2 separate regions of the Zea mays genome follow, and region 1 is linked to region 2. A link is a contact called in public Hi-C data. All regions are on one chromosome and are shown on one strand. Each heading gives the region's core, a stretch centred on a gene start, on an enhancer-like site or on the middle of the called end of the contact. The rest is flanking DNA. Distances are from core to core; before and after follow the strand shown.

Region 1 (3,049 bases), core at 546-3,045, 200 kb after region 2:
ACCCATAACCAAAAAAATAAAAAAAATCATAATCCACCTGATCACGTGAGAGTCCACGGCATTTAATAACCGCAGCACGATTGTCTTAAAGAGTTTTATTATCTCTATATAGAGGTTGTAGTAACTCCCATAAGAAGTGACTTTATTTTCCCACCATTCCGTAGCTGCAAGCCACTTCACACTTTCTTGTTGTACGGTCAGGAGGACAACGTTAAGATTGTATCTAAATCTAATTAATCTATTTAGACAAAACATAAATAATATTTATATTTCAAATCAAATAAGGATCACTGGTTCGCACCGCTCTACAGCATGTCAGTTGTCAGCACCGTTGCTTTCAGCTCCACGCAGGCGTGGGGTCAGGGTCCCGTACCGTACCACGATTCCGCGGGCAAGCAGCAGCAGGGGCGCAGTGGGCGGTGAGCCGGTGACGGGCAGACGTGGGGGCGTCCATCGCCCACGACCACCGCAAACCCTCTTCCCACGAAACCGCGCCGCTTTTTAAAAGATGACAAGCAAAGTGCGCGCCAGTCTGTCTGGCCCTGGACCGGGGATATCTATCTACCTATCGCCTGCGCCCAAACCGCCGCCTTGGCCGGATCCGTCTGCCGCGGGGGGACCACCGGTCATAAGAAGCGGCGAGGAAAGGACAGGCCCAGGTCGGATACGTACCGTAGTACCGGGTGGTACACGCCTGTACGGTACACAGTCGGGGGCAGGGCCTACCCCACGTGGGGTGGCGGGCGCGATGAACTGGCGTGCGTGCACCTGCGCGTCGGCCCGCAGGGGGGGATGGATGATGGACCGACCGTTCTGTGGAGCGTGGGGGCGTGGGGCCGGCTGTGGGCGGTTCTGGTACCGGGTACGTGGACGGACGGATGAGGGCAACACGGAACACCGAACACCAGCACTCCAGCAGCGTCCCTCCTGCTTGTTCATCTCGACCGGCGGGTGGGCCCACCGGGTCACGTCGTCACCGCCGCTGCATGGGCATGGCCGCTCGTTTTCGTTTGTGCACGCAGCACGCACAGTACCGCCACGAGTCCACGGCGCGGCTTTCCACTCCCCGCCCCGCCCCGCCCGGGTAGTTTCCAGTCCACTCCACCACTAGTACTACTAGTGCTACTTCCACGCCTTTGTCGCTTTGTGGACCTCGCGTCGCGACGATGGGCGCCACAAAACGACGAAACCGATCGAATTTTATGGTCCGAGAGAAACAGCTGTCTCCGTCGTCATCCGTGCAGCGGTAGAGAGTACCTTGCGGTGTTGAACAACTGGAAAAAGCCCAGTCTGTCGAGGAGCAGAGCAGACGCCGTTAGATTACCGGGCTCGCTTCGAATCCTTTTCACCGTCCGATTCAAATCCGTCCGTTGGCCGTTACGCATCGCGACGTCGCAACGCCGGCCGCACCACACCACTACACCAGCCAGCCGTTTCCCACTCCCCCCCCCCCCCCGGTGACCCCGTCCACGTAAAAACACGGAACAGGGGATAGAGAAAGAGACACGGCTCGAATTTCGAATCCGCCGAGGCAAACCGCCGCCCCATTCCCAGTCCCCATAAAACCACCGGGTCAAAGCGCCGTACTCCCACTGATCCGCGGGCCCACTGACTCTCGACCTCCCCACATGCCATACAGCTGGAGAAAAACGACAAGCGCAGGCGGGTACGGCAGCCTGAGGTGGCTCCGGGCCTCGCGACGCGGCTGTTGGGTGCCAGCTGTGTTGCCGGTCAGGTGATCAGGTCACCGCCCGCCGCGCCGCTATAAGTACGGACCCGCCGCTCCACCGTCACTATTGCTCTCCAACCAAACCTCGTCTCGTCTTCTCTCCGCTACCACCACCACTGCTCGTTTTACAGAAACCGGAAGGAACCAAACGCCTTTCCGCCCCGGGCCGCCGCTACCCAAGCCCAGCAACCACCACTCGTTGTCGTCGACTACTAGGCGGCAAGCAGGCGTCCTGTTTTTTTTTTTTGGTCCTCGTCGTCGTCCGGACTCCGGACAGGACAGGACATGGGCGCGGAGGCGGCGGAGCGCGACAGAATCAGGGGCCCGTGGAGCCCCGAGGAGGACGAGGCGCTGCGGCGGCTGGTGGAGCGGCACGGCGCGCGCAACTGGACGGCGATCGGGCGCGGCGTCCCGGGCCGGTCGGGCAAGTCGTGCCGCCTGCGGTGGTGCAACCAGCTGTCGCCAAGGGTGGCGCGCCGCCCCTTCACGGCCGACGAGGACGCGGCCATCGCCCGCGCCCACGCCCGCCTCGGCAACCGCTGGGCCGCCATCGCGCGCCTGCTCCCCGGCCGCACCGACAACGCCGTCAAGAACCACTGGAACTGCTCCCTCAAGCGCAAGCTCGGCGCCGCCGCCGCCGCGTCCGGTTCGGCGGTTTCCGCTGACGACTCCGCCGCCGCCGCCGAGACCGAGGCGCGCCGGGGCAAGATGATGATGATGAGCATCTCGCCGCCCGACAGCCCCTCGGGGTCGGGGTCGGGGTCCGACCGTAGCGACCTCAGCAGCCACGGCGCCGGGTCCGGGTCCGGGTCCGGGTCCGGCCAGATTTACCGCCCCGTGGCCGCGCGCTCCGGCGGGTTCGAGCCGGCGGACTGCGCCATGAGCCGTCCGCAGGAGGAGGACCCGCTCACCGCCCTCAGCCTCTCGCTTCCCGGCACGGACCAGCGGTTTCACCACCACAGCGCCGCCGCCGACAGCCACTTCCAGGAGCTCCCGCCGTCGCCCTCCTCACCCGCGCCCTCGGCCTACCCGTTCAGCCCCGAGTTCGCGGCGGCGATGCAGCAGCTGATCCGCACCGAGGTGCAGCGGTACATGGCGAGCGCGGGCCTGCGCGCCGGCTGCGGCGCCGTTGGCGCGACCGACCTCTGCATGCCGCAGCTGGTGGACGGCGTCATGCGCGCTGCCGCCGAACAGGTCGGCCGGATGCAGTAGCCCCGCGCCCCCGGCGGGGGCATCAAACCGTCAGTGCTCCCAAATCGTCGTCTAGCTAGGGCGACCGCAACGCAACGGTTGTTGGAGTAGCAAACTTGGTTTTAAGGT
Region 2 (2,711 bases), core at 184-2,683:
TCCGTAGTTCGAATCTATGCAATCAGTTTATTTTCATGATTTTTATTTGTTTTTGTTTCAGAGAGTTATTATTAGAGATAAACAGAGGTCAGCACGTGCAAAGTTATGCCGAGTGAAATTTCTTCATGAGTGTCGACTGCTGCATGAGCGTCTACTGGAATGTAGTGCTAAATTTCTAGCAGAAGAACAAGGCAATTTTACTATTGATCCTTCGTCCTTGCCTGATGCATTAGATCTTCTAGCAACATCAGACAATAGAGTACGCTTACTCATTGCTGAGGTAAACTATAAATGTTATTGTAAACTTGTTTCTTTTGATTCATAGAGGAAGAATATTGTTCACACTGGAATGCAATTTCCATGGATGTACACTCCACAGTTTTAAATATACTTTCTATTAATTCTACTACTTTTAAATTTCGATATCTGTAATCTATGCTCTGCACTGGTCTCTCCAGGCTCAACTTTTAGCACGAGATGATGAACAAGGCTCTTCTGATGATGGCGACAATTCTGATAGCATATCGTCATTAACTATGAGCTGGGAAGATGCAAAAGTTACAGATGAAGATGCAACGAAAATACTTTCTGATCTACTTATTGACAACGCGCAGCTGAGGCTGCGTCTTAATGCTGTCATCCGCAACGCTGTAAATACTGCCGTGAAGCCAGAGAAAGAAGGTAGTGGCGAGGTTCTTCCCAAAAAGACAGTCCTTAACTGGTTGTTAGACAGATGAGAACACCTATGTATATTCCTGTGATTTAGGTTTCAAACTTACGCGGCTTGACCAAAATTATATGATGAGCATACCTATATAGTGCCAGGGCAGCATCAGGATAAAAGTTTCCGGCCATGAGGGAAGAAGATCCTGGAGAAGCGTGCGTTGCTGCTGTACGGTTGTTTATTTACACATGGAAATATCGGAGGATAGTATATTTAGGCCCGTTTGGTTCAGGGCAACTAAACTTTAGTTATTTTTAGTCTCTAAAGAAGCAAACAGGGTGACTGAAAGTAGGTGACTAAAGTTTAGTCATCTAGTCACCAAATAAGTGACTAAAAGTGACTAAAGTAGGATTTTTACCTTTTACCCTCTCTCTTTATTGTCCTTGCTGTTGTCACCCTCTGATAGAGGTAATGCAGTTATTATTCACACTAATTAATACTCTTTAAACAGTTTTAGTTACTGAAACCAAATATGATATTTTAGTGATTAAACCTGACTAAAGGAACCAAACATGACCTCAGTGATCTTAGTGGGGTTGCCACATTGCATTACACTGGCGAGGGCAGTCAAAGCTTGCTGAGCTATGCAGAAGCTCGCAATTGGGCTTGGTGGACTGATGGAGATGTGCGTCACCTACGTGTACAGATTTTTCTGGCTCGCAGCTGGTGAATCTCTAGCTGGAGTGGACGGTTCAAGTGCCAATTATATATTTATTAAATTCATGGGTCTATATCTCCAAATCTAAATGGGGCCTCAAATTCTTTTATTTCGTATGTCACGGTATATCCACAATGGTGGCACAACAGAGCGTGGTCGCTACCAGGAAGATGAGGTCGTTTTTTCTAGTGTGACTCTTGGAGCAAACCATGCAGAGAGTCAAATTCGGGGCCACCTGTCGGCCAAACAGCGCACAGCAAAAGCTGCGGTGTGGACGCGCTCACGTTGCACCGACGAAAAAGGACGCACGGGAATACGTAAAAAATCCAACGTTAACGAGAGGGGAGAAGAAGAGAAATAAAGTGCGAGGTAACCGTAACCCTACCCCCTTGCGAGCACGACCCAACCCATCATCTCGCCCGTCACCCGTCAGGACCCGGACCAAACCAATCAGGCGGCTCGGGCGCGGCGGCGACACAGGGCAAGGAGGCCGGACGTTGGGGGGACCGGGGCTCGACGCCAGCCGTGGATCGCGTGCGGAGGGGGACAAGCGTCTGCCTCATGTCCCGCGACGGCGGGGAATAGGGCGACGGCGTCGGCGGCGGGGATCGGTTGCGGCGGCGTGACGAGGCGGCTGCGGCGGCGGCTCGGGAGGGAGGCGGCACCATGTCTGCGGTAGTCTGTGGCAAGAGGTCCTCCTCCATCTTCGCCGACGAGCTCCTCCCGCCGTCTCCTTCCTCCCCTCACTCCTCCCACCAGCCGGCGGCCAAGAGGTCCCGCCGCTCCCCCTCGCACCGCGGCGGCTCCGACGGACTCCGACCGGAGGCGCTCGTCGACTATCTACTTGCCCTCTTCCCCGACATGGATCCACAGGTCTGCCTCCACCGCCGCCTCACTTTATCCTCCCCCCCTCCCCTTCTATTTCCGCGTAGGTAGTGAATCACTAGATGTGGCTTTTGCATCCCTCTATGATTTACTAGTGCCACCATCTTGAGTGGTAAGCCAACGACAATTTCTTGTTCTTTGTCCGTGAATATGTGAGGCCATGTGAGGTCGGTCCTAGGAGTTTCATCGAAATTTCTTTTGTATTTAATAAGCTGCTACATAAGTTGTTTTTATTTGACAATCTTTTTAAAAAGAGGGAGAATAATTGAGTTTCTAACGATGAAACTGGCACAATTACTAACTCTATATGAGTCATGAAATCGAATGTTTACGAAAGCATATAATGAAACTTTTATGTGTTTCATTGAAGTTTCATTTTATTCTATAGAATATGCAGTATTAGAAACAACGCTATGGAACTCCCCACTGACACTGGCTTGACAT

The links. A called contact is a pair of places that touch in the nucleus more often than the background predicts.
Region 1: a contact with region 2 is called in a Hi-C map of bundle sheath, with 3 times the contacts expected there. The contact joins the promoter of LOC100193529 here to the promoter of LOC100282879 in region 2. A contact is called at or near these places in 5 of 25 Hi-C or Micro-C datasets (bundle sheath, ear, endosperm and 2 more).

Annotation. Positions count from the first base shown.
Region 1 is chr6:107,205,851-107,208,899 of Zm-B73-REFERENCE-NAM-5.0, forward strand. It overlaps LOC100193529 (Transcription factor MYB44), which reads left to right and starts at 1,796. Exons shown (of 1, transcript NM_001138640.2): 1 at 1,796-3,049. The coding sequence starts at 2,015. The coding sequence ends at 2,941.
Region 2 is chr6:107,003,911-107,006,621 of Zm-B73-REFERENCE-NAM-5.0, forward strand. LOC100282879 reads left to right here and starts at 1,434. Exons shown (of 5, transcript XM_034059372.2): 1 at 1,434-2,255. The coding sequence starts at 2,049. It overlaps LOC103629709 (PX domain-containing protein EREL1), which reads left to right. Exons shown (of 10, transcript XM_008650820.3): 9 at 62-280; 10 at 459-1,106. The coding sequence ends at 737.